Linked DNA regions of Gossypium hirsutum: region 2 is linked to region 1. Evidence: chromatin contacts called from public Hi-C data. All regions are on one chromosome and are shown on one strand. Each heading gives the region's core, a stretch centred on a gene start, on an enhancer-like site or on the middle of the called end of the contact. The rest is flanking DNA. Distances are from core to core; before and after follow the strand shown. Region 1 holds the start of LOC107888879. Region 2 has its middle 20 kb from the start of LOC107888876.

Region 1 (6,080 bases), core at 1,168-3,667:
TTACTATCTTGAGCAATAGAGCGAAGAACTTTCATGCAAGCAGAGGCAGGACCTGCCTATAAACTAAGCATGAAAATGACCTTATTAGTACCCCAAGTATTGCAAATTGCAATGAATCTAATGTATTTTTCAAAGGTAGCCAAAATTATTTACTTGTGTCCTTCATTTCTCTTTTTAGCTTACCTTAAATATTCTAAATGGGATCAAAGATGATAAATCTTCGAATTTAAGCAAATAATTTAAGATCGAACAAATTCAACTTCTATTATATGATTTATCACTTCTAGTCTCACCAAGCATAGACCGTTACCAATTTCAACACCCATGCTCTGAATCAAGTAGACAATTAATGTTTTAAAAGATCGTATCCTATTATACTACTTTTGTATTAATAGAAAGAGATACAAGCAGAGACAACCTAACTCAACAAGGTCCATTTAGGATAACTGAAACTTTCTTCATGTAAAGGATCAAATTCATGTTAGGCATATAAATCCAAAAGAATCTTACAGTACGATGAGACACAGCACTCCCGAGCTGCAAATCTTTTCATTAGGTGTTCTCCAGCATCGCTAACACAACAACCAACTGTGAAAGGAGCCCCAAAAGGTCCTTTTGAGGATGCCCAACAGCCTGCACCATACATTGCTGCTAATCCCACATGACCAGAGACCTGTCACAATTGTGGGAAAAAGTGTCTCATAAATTATAGCCTCAAAGAGGAATGAACTAAGAAAAGACCCATAAATTGATTCCCCAAAGCCATACCATTGTAGTCTGTGATATCAAAACAAGGAGAATAATCTCTTACAAGTCCTTAAACACACAACATAAAATTGCACTCATATTGAAAAAATTAGTATAACATAAATTTTTTTATATATCATAAAATTTTAACTAACCACCAGAAGAAGATGATTATAATACAAAAATGCCTCATATAGAAATAGGTCCTGTAAGTTTGCACTCATTCTCATTACAGATTGCCATCCAGTCTGCAATATTTTGGCATACATAATGAGAACGTAAGCAACATAACTAAATCTTGTAGCCCTTTGTTTACCATTATTAACATCAAATTCGAAACATTTCGTGATCCACGTAGTTCTTTTCCAGCCTCGGATCCACCAACATATCAAAGTCTTGATGTTCAATTGCTTCAGTAAGCAAAGGTCGAGCCTGAGTAATAAGTTTGAATCATATTATAATCAAGATAATACATTATTAGACTATAACTTCAGATTTTATTCAGACGAAAATCAAATTTCTTGAAGATTCTAACAGTATAAGCTAAAACTTACGAAGAAAGCCAAAGAAAAAGGCATGTTAAAACAAGAAAAAACTTTTGAAAACATAACTAAACATAGCGGAATAGCTAAATCTTTATCTAAAACCCGATGTAGTAGCTAAATATCTATGCAACTTATGATTCTCTAAGCATTAAGATTCAAAAATAAACAAAGCGTATTAGCACATATGTCGAGTTTCTCTTTAATTTAACTTCAATGGTTTTCTCAACTGAAATGCTTTGTTCAGCTTACACTGTAACTAGCCCAATATTTCAGAATCAAAATTGAAAAAAAAAAGAAGCAAAGCAATGGCAAATTTACTAGTAAAACGATTTCCCCATCTCCCACGCCTATGTTTTCTTTTTCTTTTTCTTGCTCAAAAACTCTGTAACTGATTCAAAGCTCAAAATCCAAATCCCCTTCAACCCATTTACCACAAACAACAAATTCCAACCTAAAATTGAAATCCCTTACTATTGAGACAAGCAACCTGAAATCCCTTACAATAAACAGAAATGCCCAACAATTCGAAAATACTAAGCTTAGCTTTCTAACCCTAAATTGCCCTAAAATAATCAGATCAACCAATCGACCAATTTTTCTCGAAAACTCATTTATTTCACAGGTCCCTTCTAGTGAAATACAAGCAGAGAAGCAAAGAGATGAAATTCTCACAATGGAGGTGAGATTGAGGGGAATAATAACCTTACTCGTCTCAACTTTGGGGAAGCTTTTTACAATGTCGAGATCTTTGTCTATAATGGTCCTGGGATAACAATAACTAAACGAGAACTATGAGACAAGGTTGAGGTGTGGTGGCTTGAGGTGTTTGCTGAGGGAGAATGGTAAAGGGCAAGAATGGGAGGTTATGTTTTTTTTCTTATTCGGTAGAGGCTCTGTATTGCTATTCTTTAGATCAGGTGGGGAATGGCTATTATGGGTAGAGGCGGAATGGGAGATGAATAAAATTCTGTCGAATGGAGGATTCGGTGAATTAAACTAATGAATAGCTGCTTATCACCAAATCATCCTGGAATAGTTTCGCTATTTATGCATATTAGAATTAAGGCCAAATTGACAAGATATGTAAATACTGAAAATTAAATTTATTATTATATTAATAAAAATTATGTATAATTGATAGAAGACATCAACATTATAATTAATTATTCTTGATTGCTTACTTTTAAAATCGAAACATATTAAATTTTTCTATTTTTTTAAAGAATCAATTTGCTTAATTTCGAAATTGAGAGAGACTAAAAAGATTTTTTACCTTATTATCTTATTACAAAGATGTTTTTATATTTATATATATAATCAATAAAAAAATTCAACCTAAACCACCTTAATTAAAAAAAAGTACTATTTCTACCAAAGTTAACTTTTTTTATGGAAACTTTTACTATTTAATTTATAGATAAATTTTCAATTAATTTTAGGTAATTTTCACCCTAATCGTGTCTTTAGTATGCATGTTTAAGAGACTAAGAAAAGGATGCTACCTACTGAGTTGCAATTCTCAATCCTATCCCAAAATTTTAAGCTTATTCAATACCCAAAACTACACAATAAAGCAATTGAAATAAAGGCAATCAGACAAAATCCCAAAAATCTTTTGAGTGTTTGTTAGGCTAAAACCGCTATAGGAAAAAACCAAACACAAAGCTAGAACAATCCCACTTCTTTCTTCTTTTTTTCTTTTCATTTCTGTTTCCTTTTTAACTTTGCCAAATCTGGCAACCTTAGAAGGATTGAGGGCTCGTTCATCCCATAAACAAGAGATCCTCGATATTGACAACGAAGACGAAGAGTGTAGGCCTTGGCGTCGAAGGTTCTCAATGGCTTTCACCTGGGGTTCCTCTCTCAGGATCACTCTTCTTCTCCTCCTTATTGCTGCTATTGTTTTCGCTTGTTTCACCCTCCCTGTTGAAAAGGTTTGGTTTTTCTACCTATTTACACGTTTCCTTGATCTGGGTGAAGTTTATTTTTCTCTTCTTTTTTTTCTTAATTTTGCTTTTTCATTTTGTTCTCCGATCTGGGTATTTGTTGTTTTCTCTTTTTGATTGATAATTTGTTAATTTTGTAGGGTTTTTCTTTTACTAATTTTGTTCTTTCTTTTTGAGCTTTTTCTAATCCGGGGCTTTCCTGTTTTGACCTTTTTGGTTAATCATTTATGGATTTTTGGATGTTTATATCGATTGAAGATTTGAATGTTGGGTTTTCTACTCAAATGAGTTACCTATGTGGCACATTTTGGGGTTGAGGTTATAAGTGCAAACTTGTGATTTTGGTCTTAGGTTTCACGATTGATATGCTACCAAGCTGTACTTTTGAACCCAATGTATTTGTCTAATTGTGTTCCTTTTCTGAAACTAGTACAAATTGCAAAGCTGGGACAATGTATGAAAGAGTTATGAGGGGGACTACAAAATTAGCTAAAGCATTAATTCTTAGAGCTGAATTCTTAAGGATTCTGATTCTCTCCCGCTTTCCCAATGTTTGCTGTTAGTGTTTAAATTAAGCTCAGTTGTTATGTTGATGAAAATAAGTTTTTCTTGCAGATTCTGAAGGATTTTTTGTTATGGGTTGACAAGGATCTTGGACCTTGGGGTCCACTTGTGCTGTAAGTCACGTGAAATCCTGTATTTTTTTTGGCTTCCGTTGGCATCTATCATGTCATCTACTTGAATGTAATTCATTTGATTCGGTAATATATGAATATAATAAATCTAATATAAATTGATGTTGCCGTTGAAACATTGTTCAACTGAGTTGAAAGTTTTGTCGGTTTGCTTGGTTCTTACTGTCTTTAGCTTTCTGTCCATGTAAACAGAAAGTGGATCATTTCCTTTATGTGAAACATGGAGAGAATGTAAGGTTATGCGTTCTTCAGCATTGCATGAATAAAATGCCCCTCCATGAGTAATGAAATTAGCATGTCGTAGTTATGTGGAATGCCTCTTAAATTTGAAGCTTTGGGATTGATAATTGGTCAGTTTGCTGGTGAATTGATTAGCTGTAGAATGTAGATAACTTAGTTCTGAAGTATTGGAATTTTTCATTTTACTTTTCCAACTCATATTTCTTTGTTGGTTTGCAGGGCTGTTGCTTATATTCCTTTGACAGTCTTGGCCGTTCCAGCTTCAGTGCTTACCGTAAGCATTAAACTCCTATACTGATGCTTCAGTGTAGCCAAATTGATTACTATTTTGTATGATCATGCAATTTCTTGCATTCCAAACCCTGGAGTATTGATCATGATTCTTTCTTAGTGGCTCTCTTCCATGGAGTAGGCATGGTGTCCATGTCAGTGGAGCCTACCTTTATCTACTAATTTAGAAGTATAATCCAGTCAGTGCTGATGCTGATTATTTACCATACATGGCTCTTTTAGGAAGCTTTTGGTCAACTCCTATATGGAAAAGTTAATTACCTGTTAATATACTTAGAATTAGGTTCTATAGATGAGTTGGTAGCCCTGTGTAAGGTGTCTGGATCAGGATTGAAGTTTCCTTTGCTACAACTAGTGCTGATAACAGTTTGCATTAATATCTAGAGTAATGGTATGGTAAATTGTGGCTCTTGACACTTTTTGGTTAAATTCTATGCTGCCTACCAAAACAAACCATTTTTAACCCAAAATTTTGTTTGTCATTTACTGAAGGAGAGTTGATGTATGATAACTTGCATTCTTACAGTTAATTTTAATATTAAACTATCCCTATGATCTTTAACTTCTTTTTTCCTTATTTTTCTACAGCCTATTTTATCAAATTTCTTGTTGTTATGTGTCATATTGTACTTGCCCTGCACAGTTGTAGATTGAAACTTCCAAAAATTAGACAGGAAGTGAACAAACTTTAACCTCGCCTAGTACTGTGTTTCAGCTTGGTGGTGGTTATCTTTTTGGATTGCCTGTGGGCTTTGTTGCGGATTCTATTGGTGCAACCCTTGGTGCGGGAGCGGCATTCCTTCTTGGCAGAACAGTATGTTAACTGACTTGTTTTGAAAACTTTTAATGTTATGCCTTATTACTTTACCTTCCATTGACTGATTTCGTGGCAGGTTATTGATGTGTTTGATATCAGTTTTTACTGAACTTTATTGCTTGCTTTATATTTACTTCCGTTTCTTACTTATTTCTTGAGTCTCTCGTTCAATTTTCATCTTATTATGTTTTCCTTATACAGATTGGGAGATCATTTGTTGTTTCTAAGTTGAAGGATTATCCTCAGTTCCGGTCAGTAGCACTTGCAATACGGAGATCTGGCTTTAAGGTTTATACTCTTTTTCTTAATTTCTGAAGGATAGCATCTTGGTTTGTAGGATATGTCTATCCCTAAGCCTTAAATTAAATTTATGCTATTTGATAGGTTTTGGCTTAAATCATGCTTAATGCATTATGAGTTATCAAATTTGACAGCATCTTGACTTCATGAAAATGCTATTTTCCAAATAATGGGAAAAAAAAAAGAGCAAATTTTTTTTTTCTTCTGAAGTTTGAGTAGTTTGAAGGACATTGAATTAATAAAAGAAAAGTGGCTTTCGGGCTTTCAGTAAGTAATGTTTTGGATTATCAAGATAAAAATGTCACTTGTTATTTCTCCTTGAGGGTATTCATCTCATGCTACAAATACAATCAAGCATTTTTGTTCATTGAATCCATTTTGTATGATCTCAAATTGTGGATATGGGTTATATTATGTTTGGTAATCCTAATCTGTTAACATGAAATTCCTTGCAATATCCGGGAAAAGAGGAAAAACAATTCTGGCTGATATTTAAAGT
Region 2 (6,080 bases), core at 2,129-4,628, 190 kb before region 1:
ATTTGGGGCTCATAGGCCCATAAAAAGAAGTTCAAAGTAGAAATTAAAAAATTTCTAAAATGGGACCAAGTCTTGGTGACTTGGAGAACGTTTGTGTGCATGAGATCGAGTTAGGTAATGCCTCGTATTCTGCTCCGGCGTGGGTTACGGGTATGGGGTGTTACATTAATTGATTATTTTTTTCATGATTTAAATTTTATATTTATCAAACAATCTAATTATATTCTATACTTAATTTTAAGTAATATATCAAACAAATTTTATAACTTTAATTTAGTACTTAATTTTTTAATATTTAATTTTTTAACACTTAATTTTTTTAGTTTATCAAACAACACCTAAGTTCATTTATTTATAAATTATACCATTGCGTATATGAATAAAGATAAATTAAAACAAAATTTCGAAAATAAACTACTTCGTCGCTTACCACTTCTACCCCAAAGTTGTTTTCCTAGTCGACAGCAATACTGACTACCAAGTAGGCTATTGATCAGTTGCTCATTTCTGGGTTACCCCAATATATTAAAAAAAATTATACATGAAAATGGTTTGTCAGCCAGATTAATTACGAAAATGGTATTTTTTTTAGGTCGCGCCTATCTGACAGGCGCAACCTATTTTTTTAATATTAAATTTTTTTCGTTTAAAAAAATATTATTAATATTTTTAAAATATTTATATTTATATACGGGTAAAAATATAGTTAAAATACGGGTAAAAAAACTCGAAATCGGTTGAGCCTGTCAGGTAGGCGCAACTGCCACGTTAGCTTCCCCCTGCTCTCTTTTTTTCTTCTTTCCCGAATTGCCCTTGTATTGCGTGTTTTCGTAAAATATTTTTTCTTTTTTAGTAGGATTTCAATACCCAGTATAATATGTCGATGTGCCTAAATTTTTTGTAATTTAGCTGAAAATCTATTTTGATATATAATTTTTTTATTTATTTAGGTAAAAAACCCGTATTATGGATTCTAATATTACAAAAAATTGAGATGGATACATATTATACTGGGGACAATCGGTCACTAAAACTCTGCTCGCAATTTCTTGAGATGGAAACACATTATGTTTCAGATATTTTTTTACCCGTATTTTGACCCATATATAAATTTATATATTTTTAATAAAAATAAAAAAAATATTTTATTTAAAAAAACTCCTCTTACCTGGCCTCCTAAGAAACTTTAAATATAAATTTTTATAGTTTTACCAAAGATTTAAATATAAATTTAAATATTTTTAATAAAAATAAAACATGCAACACAAGGGCAATTTGGGAAAGAAGAAAAAAAGAGAGCAAGAGGAGCTGACGTGACAGTTGCGCCTACCTGACAGGCTCGACCCATTTCGGGTATTTTTTACCCGTATTTTAACCATATTTTACTCATATATAAATATAAATATTTTAAAAATAATAATAATATTTTTTTAAAAGGAAAAAAAATTTTAATATTAAAAAAATGGGTTGCGCCTGTCAGGTAGGCGCGACCCAAAAAAATATACTATTTCCATAATTAATCTAGCTAACAACCCATTTTCGTGTATAATTTTTTTTTAATATATTGGGGTAAAAAAACCCCTCATTTCTTTCCTAGTTACCCTCCCTTTCTTATCTTCACTACTAACTCTCTCCCTCTCCCATTGACCCACCCTTTGCTCACCATGCTCACTACTTCTTTTCTCTCCTTTTCTCACCGTTGTCACCACCCTCTTCTTCACCTCTTTTAGTATCTCTCACCCTCGCTTCCCCCGTCGCCCCTTGTAACCTCTTAACCGACCACACACCTTTTTTTCAGCAAAAAGGTACCCCTCTTTTTGGAAAAATAAATATAGCCCAAGGTTTGGCCCTGGTCTCCCTTAAAGGATGTTTTCTCGAGTCCTTGGTGGTCCAATTTTCTCGAGTTCGTGGTGAGTCAGTTTTATCAAGTCTAAACGGACTTGTTTTGTCTACATTTGGTTTGATAGATATAATGTTTTTCGAATGTTCGTAAGTTTCTCATAATGGACTTGATTTGTCAACGACAAATTCAACGCACCAACTCGTTGATTCGATGTAGCAGCTAACGCCCAATGTTGGGGCTTGTGCCTGCGACATTTGTGTTTGTCAAAGGAGTTACTTTTTAGAATTGAACATCTATCTAGTATAGCTGAATTGTTTAGTTAAGTATTCATACTGATTTCTTGATTTGTATTTTATATGGGTTTGTTTCATTCTACTAGGATTGTTTATCCCTTGTAAGGAATTTATAAAGGTCAAATTTTGCATTTAATGGAATTAGTACCTCTACTCTAAATTGCTCAAATTTAGTACTTGGTACTTTTTCAAAATTTAAAATTTTGGTGTTGATTTTTTTTTTGTTGTTTCCCATCATTTGTGATTTTATATATATATAAATATTGAGATGATATTATACATAATAAAAAAATTGACTTCTTAAAAACTTTGCCAGTACGTGTGCGGACATGCCAAAAAATAAAAAAGGTAAAGTTTGGGTTTTACTTTCCGTCGAAATCACAAATCAAAGAAACAAAGCAATTTTCCTTCATGAAAACAAATTTTGGATTTTTGAAGCCATAATCAACCTTCACATAATCTCAAACTATTTTCTTCTACTCAAATCAAATAGAAGATGAACTATCGCTAACACAAATCGAAAACAACAAACCCAATCAATTGCCAAATCATAAAATTCTGTTCTACTGTCTCAAATTAAGTTGTTGGGTAAGAAAGATTAAGTATGTTCTCTGTTGGTTGCATCTTCTATTTTCTCAAATTAAATCAGAAAATCCTTTTTTTTTTGTTGGTTGCAATTTGGAGGAGCATTTAGTATTTGTAGATAGAGAAAAAGTTTTAGGGTTGTTTGTAAGTTTAGGTTGCTAAGTCGGAGAAAAAGCCCATCATCAAGTAAGTTGAATATGATATATGATATTTGGAATAAATATAAACGTAATATTTTTAGCATTTTAATTGTATTATTAATTTAAGTAATATTTTTCCGGTGTTTTTTTGGCATGTTTCACACGTGTTGGTAATTTTTTATACAAGCCAAAATGTTTTTTTATTATGTATAATTCCACTTCAATATATATATATAAAAGTCACATTAGACTTTTCAAACGGAGGGAAACAACAAAAATATTGTTTAAATTTCGATAAGTACAATTATTAAATTTGAACAAATTGGAGTAGAGGTACTAATTCAGCAAATTTTGCATAGTACAGGTGTTAAATACAGAATTTGACCATTTATAAATCAATGGAATGTTAATCTCATAAAAGAGTTGCAAAATAAACAATGAAATGGGCCTAAAAACGTTTGGATTGGGTTTTATTAATAATTAAAAGATAGAATTAGATCCACAACGGCAATTGTTGGACTTGGAACCACAGTTGACGTCGCACAATTGGACCCCACGCTGTTGAGTTCACAACTAGCTAGCAGCTCTGGATTATAAACTTGAAAAATCAACAATGGTTGAAATAATAAATTTAATTATAAAACTAATATTAATATTAATGTAAAAGGTTTTTAAAATGATTTACTATTTTTCAAATAATAAAATGAGCCAATGAGCCAGAATCCTACTACGTTCCATTCAAATTTAGACATAATTTTTTTTTGGATTCAAGTCTTATACATTAGTTCACATTAAGTTATTCTAAAAGGATATTTGATTCACGAATTCATACCTTATTTGAGATTTTAGAATTATATTCCCTTGTTTAAATTTCAAAAATTACCTTTTTAAGTTAATAATATAACATTTTCAACCGTGCTAAAATTTGATAATATAAAAAATAATCTAATTATACTATATTTCAGTATAAAATTTTAAAATAATTTTATAATATACAAACAAAAGGAAAGGTCATAGGGTAGGACCAAATCCAATTATAACTTTTTTTTTTTTTTGAAACCAAGCAACAGCCTAACCCCATCCAACGCTCGTTCATTTTCCTTATAATCGAACTTAGATGCCAGAGTATGCTTCAAGCCATTACTCCAGTTTCAGCTATAGTATTATATTATGTCTTTGAGAAAAAAATTCTTTACCATCCTTTAATGACAAGAAAAATCTTCTAAGATAGACCCAATTTTTAAGGTATACTTTATTTGCAATCAAGCTTTTCTATTTTAAGGATTGGTTCAAATTAAATGTTTTATTACTAAACGGATTAATTTAATATGTGTATTAGTAAAAGGAATAAAAAAATCTAAATGTTATATTTACAATTTAAAAAACTATATAAAATTATTCATTTTCAATTTAACTCAAAAAAAAAATTAAGGGTGTAAAAAGTTCACAAACTTAAAAAAAAATTAAACTCTTTTTTTTCTTACTCATTTGGATACTCAAACTTTCAAAATATATTAAAAAGGTCCTCAAAAAAAATCAATTAAGCCCCTACCTTCTTTTTTTTCACTCAATTGGATACTTTAACTTTCAAAATATATAAAAAAAGATCCTCAAACTTTTTCAAAAAAAAAAAGGCAATTAAGTTCATGCTTTTATTAAAAATTAGAAAAAACATTATAAAAAATTAAAAACAATAAAAGATATAAATATTATTAAATTTTAATAAAATATTAAAATATTAAAAATTAGAAAAAAATATAAAAATCGTAAAAAAATATAAAAAAATTATAAAATTTTACAAAAATCGTAAAAAAATTAAAAAATATATAGAAATATAAAAAAATTTATAAAATTTTATAAAATCCTAAGAAAATTATACAAAATGTAAAGAAATATAAATTTTGTAATTTTTTTATAAAAATTATCGTACCAAAAGAATTATTTTATAATTTTTGGATAACTTTTATTGATTTTTATATTTTTAATGATTTTTCACCACATGTCACACTGTGTTGCGACACGTGATGAATTTAATTGAAAAAACTAAGGGTTGTTATTTCTTTTATGATTTTTATAAAATTTTACAATTTTTTAATTTTTATTAAAATTTAATAATTTTTATAAAATTTATTATTTTTTATAATTTTTAATAAAAGCAAGGGCTTAATTGTTTTTTTGAAAAATTTTGAGGGTCTTTTTTATGCAATTTGACAGTTTAAGTACCTAATTGAGTGAAAAAAAAAAGCAGGGGCTTAATTGCTTTTATTGAAGAAGTTTGAGGGCCTTTTTGATGCATTTTGAAAGTCCAAGTGCTCAATTGGGTGCAAAAAAAAAAAAGGGAGAGGCTTAATTACTTTTTTTTTAAAAAGTTTGAGAGGTTTTTACATCCATAAGTCAGAAAAAAAATTTCATTTATAAAACCCTCAAAACTTTAGAAATATTAACTATGTTATATAATAAATTAAATTTATTTATAATAAATGTTAATTGTGCTAAATTTTAGTTTTATTTTAGTTTTTTTATTAGTAGAAAGGTTAAATTAATCTAGTTAAGAGTATAAAAATTAATTTCAACCAATTCTATGAAGTAGTTGTCCCCTTTTTTTTTGTTTTTTTGTTTATGAAATGGGCAGGGTAACCGAATGAAAATCAGAAGTTTCCTGAGAAAGAGCAATACGAGAGTGGTGAATCTCATATTATTTTTTACCTAAAAACAACCAACAAAATTCCAACATTGAGCAATGCTTTTTGACTTATTCGTTTCAGATTTCAGAATTTAAAACTCACCAATCCTTTCTCACTGTTGTGGGTATAATGACTGGTTGAAGCAATGAAGTTGGTTCCCTCTCGTGGTGGGTGGTGACTGGTGACTGGTGGGTAGTGGGTTGGTATTCTTTTAACTTCCCCAATAATGGCTGCCGTACTACTCAATTCTTAATGCCAACTTATCTTTCGCTCATGTAATCTCAATGTTGGATTTGCTAATGCATTTGGTCTTTCTTGTTGCATCATCTTATAGAAAATTCAAGGTTTACATGTGTAGGGTTTAGGTTATATTTTTCTTTGATGTGGATTTAGTTTATAATTTTTTAATTTAATTTTTTTAGTTTCTATATTTTTCAAATTTTAACGTTTCAATCTAAACTCAAATTGTACTTGTTAAAGTTGTTAACTCAAATTCTGGTATATCTAAAATCTTATTAACAAACATATTTATCAC

The links. Hi-C and Micro-C count contacts between places; a contact is called where the count stands out from the background.
Region 2: a contact with region 1 is called in a Hi-C map of leaf, with 4 times the contacts expected there. The contact joins the enhancer-like site here to the promoter of LOC107888879 in region 1. A contact is called at or near these places in 5 of 34 Hi-C or Micro-C datasets (anther, callus and leaf).

Annotation. Positions count from the first base shown.
Region 1 is chrA09:50,925,068-50,931,147 of Gossypium_hirsutum_v2.1, reverse strand. It overlaps LOC107888879, which reads right to left and starts at 2,417. Exons shown (of 5, transcript XM_016813132.2): 1 at 2,000-2,417; 2 at 1,064-1,179; 3 at 511-673. The coding sequence starts at 1,075. It overlaps LOC107888880 (TVP38/TMEM64 family membrane protein slr0305), which reads left to right and starts at 2,630. Exons shown (of 9, transcript XM_041077817.1): 1 at 2,630-3,226; 2 at 3,854-3,915; 3 at 4,393-4,447; 4 at 5,180-5,278; 5 at 5,483-5,569. The coding sequence starts at 3,131.
Region 2 is chrA09:51,112,154-51,118,233 of Gossypium_hirsutum_v2.1, reverse strand. No RefSeq gene overlaps it. Among protein-coding and RNA genes, the nearest start is that of LOC107888876, 20 kb to the left of the region's middle. Within about 2 kb of position 3,378, at least 3 of the 9 cell types and tissues checked have an H3K27ac peak or open chromatin away from gene starts, as enhancers often do. A contact at or near this core is called in leaf, where this site is marked.